Linked DNA regions of Macaca mulatta: region 1 is linked to region 2. A link is a contact called in public Hi-C data. All regions are on one chromosome and are shown on one strand. Each heading gives the region's core, a stretch centred on a gene start, on an enhancer-like site or on the middle of the called end of the contact. The rest is flanking DNA. Distances are from core to core; before and after follow the strand shown.

Evidence for each region. A called contact is a pair of places that touch in the nucleus more often than the background predicts.
Region 1: a contact with region 2 is called in a Hi-C map of CD4 T cells, with 2.0 times the contacts expected there. The contact joins the promoter of FAM193B here to the promoter of DDX41 in region 2. A contact is called at or near these places in 3 of 14 Hi-C or Micro-C datasets (CD4 T cells, fetal cortex germinal zone and liver).

Annotation. Positions count from the first base shown.
Region 1 is chr6:186,538,013-186,541,595 of T2T-MMU8v2.0, forward strand. It overlaps FAM193B (family with sequence similarity 193 member B), which reads right to left and starts at 2,034. Exons shown (of 10, transcript NM_001194019.2): 1 at 1,831-2,034.
Region 2 is chr6:186,499,692-186,503,275 of T2T-MMU8v2.0, forward strand. DDX41 (DEAD-box helicase 41) reads right to left here and starts at 1,806. Exons shown (of 16, transcript XM_015141528.3): 1 at 1,775-1,806; 2 at 1,581-1,691; 3 at 1,176-1,335; 4 at 1,007-1,081; 5 at 817-877; 6 at 573-709; 7 at 73-145. The coding sequence starts at 1,801.

The DNA.
Region 1 (3,583 bases), core at 784-3,283, 39 kb after region 2:
TCAAAGCAATTGATGAAGCTTAGAGCTCTTGGCAAAGTTATATCCTCAATAAAAACTGAATGGTTGAGCCATCATCCAAGCTTTCTGGCATCTCTATGTGGCAGAGACCCTAAAGTATTCTATGGTCTGCTGAATGAGAAGAAGAGAAGACAACAGCTTCCCGGCTCTCCCTTCTCCCACTCTCCCTTTTTGGGTAACAGCACTCCCAGGGGGTTCCCAGAGTAGGCTGGTGGGGGAAGCAGCCTCAGGGTTGGCAGCTAGACCCAGTAGGGGTCTGGGGTCCCACCTGGGGAGTCTCCTGGAAGCAGTGTCAGCCTAGGATAGGAGATGGGGATGGGGATGAAGGTGGAGCTTCTGACACTCAATAAGTGGTGACATTTTCATTAATTAAAAACCTTATTGTGATCTGAGACACAAGGAAATCAGCATGAAAACTGGGTTACAATAAGCACGGGTTCTGGACTGATTCATTTTCTCTCTCATTCACCTAGTTATTTTTACTCTGTGTTAGCAAGGCCCTGGGCCAGGCGTGGAGGATCAGAGATAGATGGCACGGCCTGTGTCCCTGCGGAGTTCACAGTCCAGGGCAGGCAACAGACATATCAACAGAACGTTTCATCACAGAAAGGGGAGTGCTACCAGAGGGAGGCACAGAGGGCTGTGGGCACAGAGAGGGCACCTGACGCAACTGGGGAGGTCAGGGGAGGCTTTGTAGGAAGGTACCCCAAATGGCAACCCCACTCACATGCACAATTCCAGAGATTCTACTAGAAGGCTGTCAAGAGCCATGCCTTCTGGCTGCACCAGCCTCCCAGAGTCCCCTGCTGCCCGATGCAGTGTCTGCAGAGCCAAACGCATCTTCCGCCACGCCTCATCCTCATCCGGCGCCGCATCCGACCCTCCAAGACTCCTGCAGGAGCCTGCCTTCCTGGGCAGGCTCAGCCAAAAGACCAACTCAAAACTCTTTTGTCAGAGCAAGCTTAGGGAGAGCCACCCAGCCCCGAGTGCCACAACCCTCCCAGAGCAACCGTGGCCCATGTCACCCCCGCCTCTCAGTGAACATTGGCAGGGTACCCCCCATTATCTCCTTTGCTCAAAAGAAAGTGACCTTCTTCCAGGTGGCAAGCTGGAAGCTTTGGAGAATCCTCCTACTGTTCACTCTCAGCAGGAGTCTCCAAACCCGGGATCTCAGGGTCGGGGTGGGCCGCCTTGCGGGGCAGGGGAAGGGAGAAAGGGCAGGTTCTGCTGGGTTTCCACCTCAGTGCAGAAACCCCACCAAAAACTCTTCCGGCCAGCCTGGCTGTCTGCTCCGACTGCTCTGCTGGGTATGGCGAGGAGGTGCCAGGAGACACAGCTGCTGAGGGGCCGCGGCTGCAGGCGGTGCAGGGGACGGAGTGGAGCCGTTCCCGAGGGGAGAGGGAAGAGGCTGCAGCCGTCCAGTCCCAGAGCCCCGAGATGGCCTGTGGCTGAGGGAGCAGGTGGGCCCAGGGGGAGGTGGCGGGCCGAGAGAGGAGCTGCGGCCTCGGGATCACAGCCCAGTCCCAGTGTGGGTGTACGGCCGGACGTTAGCCTCTGCTCCAGGCCGGAGGCGGCGGGGAGAGGGGAGCAGCTTCAGCCTAGTCGCAGGAGCGCGTACCGAGCCTCGGCTTTGGGGAGAGGGGTCCGGCCTCCATTCCCGCCCCGGGGGAGAAAGCTTCGGCGCCGGACCCGGGGGAAGGCTGCTGCCCCAGCCGCGGCAGGATGGCCCATCCCCAACCCCGCCCCACTCCCGCTCCCGCTCGGGGGAGGTGAAAGCGCCCGGGCCGCCGAAGTCGCCTCGCTCGCTCCTACCTGCGGGCCGGGCACCAGGTTGGGTTCGTCGTCCTCCCTGGAGCCGTCGCGATCGGGCTCCGCCGGCGCCTCCGGGGGGCCTGCACCCGCTCCCGCCTCCAGGCTTGGCGGCGGCGGGGGCTCGGGCGCCTGGGGCTTCTGCGGCCCCGCGGCCCGAGCCCGCTCGCGCCTACCCGCGCCGCCGCTCGGCCTGCTCCGCCTCCGAGTCATGCTGCCGCTCGCGCCGCTCCCTCGCTCCACACGCCGCGCCGCCGCCGCCGCCGCCGCCGCCGCCGCTACCGCTCCCCTCACAGGACAACAGCCAATATGGCGGCGCCCGGCTCCCCCCTCCGCCTGCTGCCAGCAGGTCAGAGGGCACGCGGAGTCCGCGCCGCCGCACTAGCCCCCGAGGCAGCCTGCGCCATTTTGAATAAGGTCACCACCCGGAGTTCCGTGGGAGAAAAGCCTGGTGGGGAGACGCCCTTCCCCCTACGCGGGACGGGAAGGATGCTACCTGCTGGAGGAACGCGTGTAACGCGGTGGTAATCGCGGTGCAGCACCCTAGCACTTAATAATTGCCTGTTAAATGGATGAGTGAATTAATTTCTATAGTGTTACAATAATACTTTCACACCCGTCGTCTGACTCCTTCCAACAGCACAGCAAGGCAGATACGGATCATTCCCATTTTGCAGGGGAGAAATACTGAGGCAACATAAAGGCTTGCAAAAGGCTGCTGTACATCATTTTGTTGGAACTGCTGGGCTCGTGGACGGCCTAAGTTGAAAGGGACGGTCTTTATTTGCAACATACGGTCTACTGGGAGTCCAGCGTTCTGTGCTTGGGGCATGGGACTCAGATCCGACTCCTTGTTCTAGAGTCTGATGGAGAAGGTAGACACGTCGGTACATAGTTACAACCGGTGTGATAACGATGAGACGACTAGGTGTTTCCAAAAAAATAGTATATGCAGGAGAGGATTTTGGAATGGTACACAAAGGAGAATTTTTAAAACTTAATAATTATGTATTTAATTGTTAAAAATGGGATTTCCCCCCTCTTTTATTTTTGTGAATATACTGTATAATACATGCACATGGCACAGATTTAAAAAAAAGTTGTGAGTGAAGTCTGTCTCATGCCTGGGCTATGTACTCTGAAACTGTGGTTATATGGAGAGTTGCTATTGGTATCAAGAAGGGCAGAATCCTGACATTGGCTTCCTAACCCATGGGGCAAGGGCTATTTTGAAAGGAAGAGCTACATGGAAGGCCCTAGAGCTCTCCTTAACTACCAAGAAAATAAATCAAAAATAGTACCTTATCTTACCCAGGGATTAATACCACTCTCAAAGATTTGAAAGATGTAGGGTGAGTCCCATCACATCACCATTACCTCTTCAGTTTGTCCAGAATAGGAGAGAGATGGCCTTGAAGAACAATAGAGCATTATGATAAACTTACTTATTCTGGTAAGAACCCCAACTTCAGGCGCTCTTCCAGATGTGGTCCTTCTTGGGAGAGATCAGCACATTTGTTGGCCTCTAATAGGCAGCAAGAGGTCTGGTCAATGGTTATTCTTCTGTACCAAACACAAGGATTCCCTTGCATTGATCTGGCAGAGGCAGCAGTAAACCCTCACTGTCTGGCTTCAGGGTATGTCACTCTCTGGACCCAGCCACTTAGTTTACAGGGATTTTTTTTTTTTTTTTTTTTTTTTTTTTTTTTTTTTATGACAGAGCCTCACTCTATCTCCCAGGCTGGAGTGCAGTGGC
Region 2 (3,584 bases), core at 556-3,055:
AAGGACACCTAGCCATTGCTCCTCCCCGTTCCCGCCCTCCTCAAGGACCCCAGGTCCACAGTCCACACTCACATGGTGGGGATGCCCTGGATCTGAATGGGTGTTGGGTGGTGAATGCCTTTCTTCTTCAGGCCTCTCAGGATGGCTGTGAAAACCAACAGACATCGTCCTTGTGACTCACAGGTACTTTCTCAGAGCCCCAAAGCCTGTAAAACTGGCACTATCCCTACAAGTTGCAGATGATGAAACTGAGGCTCAGAGCAAGAGAGAGAGAGGGAGGAAAAAAAAAAACAAAAAAGAGACTTGTCCAAGGCCCACAGGCTAGGTGCAGCCAGGACTTGTACCCAGTGCCTATGCCCAATGGCACTTTCCTCCTGAAGCTTCGTAACAGCAGAGAACAATGAACATGTACAGCTGGGGCAACAAGGAACCTAAAGAAACTTCTCCTCAAATCCCTCCAGCCCCAGTGACTGGATCCAGTGCAGATGTGGCTGAACTCAGGGTGGGCTCGGACATAACCTCACAGGCATTTGATTATAAAAGTGTGGGATCTCTCTCCGCTCCCTGACTACCTGCAGGAAACTTCATTTCCTTGAAGCTCTTGATGGGTGGTGGAATACCGTCTCCCTCCACCAGGATGTGGTATTTCTTCCGCACGCGCTCATGTCGCTCTTCAGACATGCTCAGGACATAACGGGGCGGAGTCCAGCTGTGGATGGGTAACAGGGATCAAGAGAGCTCTGGGAACAGCTGGCCTGGGAGCAACCCTGCATGTACCATCCTAAGCAAGGGCAACTGCAGACTGTACAAACATACCTGGTTTTGATGGGGTCATCATATGTGATGCCCTTGGCCATCTCCTTCACTGACATCAATGCTGAGGAGAAAGACATGGCTCAGGACTGGCTCCTACTTCTGAGAAGCCAGATCCCTTGAGATATAACATGCCTGGGGCTGGGAAGAGGAGACTCAGTCTACCTTCTCACTATCCTGGCTACAACCATACCTCGGCCCTCAGCCACACTCTCCAGGATCTTCTCTTCTTCCTTCAGCTGCTTCTCCTTGGCAGACTCTTTGCGGGCTGAGAAAAGAAGTGGAAGATGTCAGACAGATACCAACACGGTGCGCCAGGCTCGGCTTCTCCTTTCCCGCCCCGGCAGTGCTGCCCAGCCCACCTTCAGCCTTCTCTTTAAGGTGCTGGTGCTGATCCAGGAGGCTGACGTTGGACTGAGGGCCTAGCGGGATGTCGTCCTCATCTCCCCGGGGTTCACTACCGCTGTCCTGCTGCTCTTCCTCCGCAGCTCCCTTCCGTCTTCGCTGCAGCAGCTTCTGGAGCTGAGGTTCCACCCGGGCCCCACAGATAGAATGGGAATGGGGTCCACAGGGCCAGCGTCAGGATCCTGGCTTTGGGACGAGGATCCTGTGCCCGAGGCGCAGAACCGCCCTACCCCTCAGATCAGGCCGTCGGTCCCTCGTTTGTCTGGGGGCCGCGCCCCGGTGTACTGAAGCTCACTCCTCAGACTGCCCTCCCTACGACCGGCGGTCACGGCCCCATCCCTCCCCGGACGCGGGCCCCTCACCAGTAGCTGCCGGCGCTGCCGTAACGGCACATAGGGCACGTAGTCCTCGTCGTCCTCATCCTCCGCCTCGGAGCGGCTTCCTCCGGCAGGCACCTCGTCGGTGCGAGCCCGCTGCAAGCACACGTAAGTCAGGCACGGCCTGCTCCCCACTTCACGCCCGCTCTCACCCGCGAGGAGCCTCGCCTCTCTCCTACCTTCCGTTCGGGTTCCGACTCCTCCATTCTTTGCTGCACGCATGCGCGCCACGGCGAAACCCCGCCTCATCTTTGCGTGGGACCCAATCCGATGTGAAGAAGCGAACGTCGGCGCCTAGCAACGACCTCGGAGTTCCGGATCGCGCAGAGGGACAAATTTGCTCCGGAGCTGCTCTCGCACGGCGAAGCGTCGACGCTTTCATGGGTGGTTACGCGACAGTTGCCAGGACCGAGGGCGAAACCGGCCGCAAGGCATTGTGGGACACCGGAGGACTTGGAGCATGCGCTAAAAGGCTCAACCCAGGCCCACTGGAAGAGGAAGACGCACGCAGCGGAGACCGCTGATCCGGAGTCGGGGCGGGCCGGCGGGTGCCCAACCTCTCCCTGAGCATGGCGTCTTGGGCACGCCCCTACCGGCGGACAGTGCGTCCTCTAGGGCCGGGAGCGCTGGGCCGAGTCCGCGTGGGCCGCCTGCGCTTCCATCCCTGCCAGGGCCGCCGGGGTTGCGGGATAAACCGCTCCACGCACCCTGCCGCCCTGACTGCGCCTGTGTGACACCTATGTTCAGTGGTGGGGGACGCATCAGAAACGGATGGCAGTGGTTTTGAACTGGGAGGCCTTGTATAAATGTAAACGGTTATTACTGTAAATGCCCTAACAGAGCTGCCTGGCGGGCGCTTCCAGGGAAGCGTGGGAATCTCAGGCTGGGAGAGGAGAGGCGTCCTGGGTCAGGGCGCTGCAGGAATACAGGTCTGGCGATGTGCAAGTACACAGATTCACCAGGCAACAGCATTGCGGCTAGGGTGGGATGGGGAAGCCGGAGCTAAGGCCAGAAAAGGAGATTGCGACCAGAGCATACCTGCTGTGACTCTCAGAGTAAGTGGTTTCAACTTTAATATTAGAGACTTCTAAGGAGGAATGACTTGGTCAGCTCTGTGCTTTCTTTCCTTCAAAAGTGTGTGCTGGGCATTGGTACTGCGCTCAAGCAGATGATAATCAAGACACATACCTGGTGTGCGAGGAGCTTATGGATTAGTTGACACTAGAAATATAGACAGATAACTGGTCTTGAAGTTAAAGATCCTGGGGGCCGGGCGCGGTGGCTCACGCCTGTAATCCCAACACTTTGGGAGGCCGAGGCGGGCGGATCACGAGGTCAGGAGATCGAGACCATCCTGGCTAACACAGTGAAATCCCGTCTCTACTAAAAATAAAAAAATTAGCCGGGCGTGGTGGCGGGCGCCAGTGGTCCCAGCTACTCGGGAGGCTGAGGCTGGAGAATGGTGTGAACCCGGGAGGCGGAGCTTGCAGTGAGCCGAGATGGTGCCACCGCACTCCAGCCTGGGTGACAGAGCGAGACTCCATCTCAAAACAAACAAACAAAAAACCTAAGACAAGGTACCGCTTTTGGAAGTGTCATAGTTTTCATAGTACAATGGCCTCTTAGCTGGGATATGAAGGATATACAGGAATTCACGAAAAACGGGGAAAATTAAAGGAAGAGGAAAATATGTGAAAGTTGGGAGACCTGCGGTTGTGAGACCTTACTGGAGAGGAAGGTCGTCCAGCATGGCTGGAACAAGTACTGGAGTCAGGGCCCCAGGCACGAAGGTCCCAAATGCCACAGAAGTCATGGTAGATGGGCTGCTTGATCAGACCTGCAAATTTTGAATGAAGCAGAATTTTAGGTAGTGTTGCCAATTCAACTGCAGGGCAGGAGTGTAGTACAAGAGCCCATGGGAGAGGGGAACACAGCCAATAAATTTACAGAGAAAGGTTTCACAGGGATTTCACAGCGTCCACATTTCCC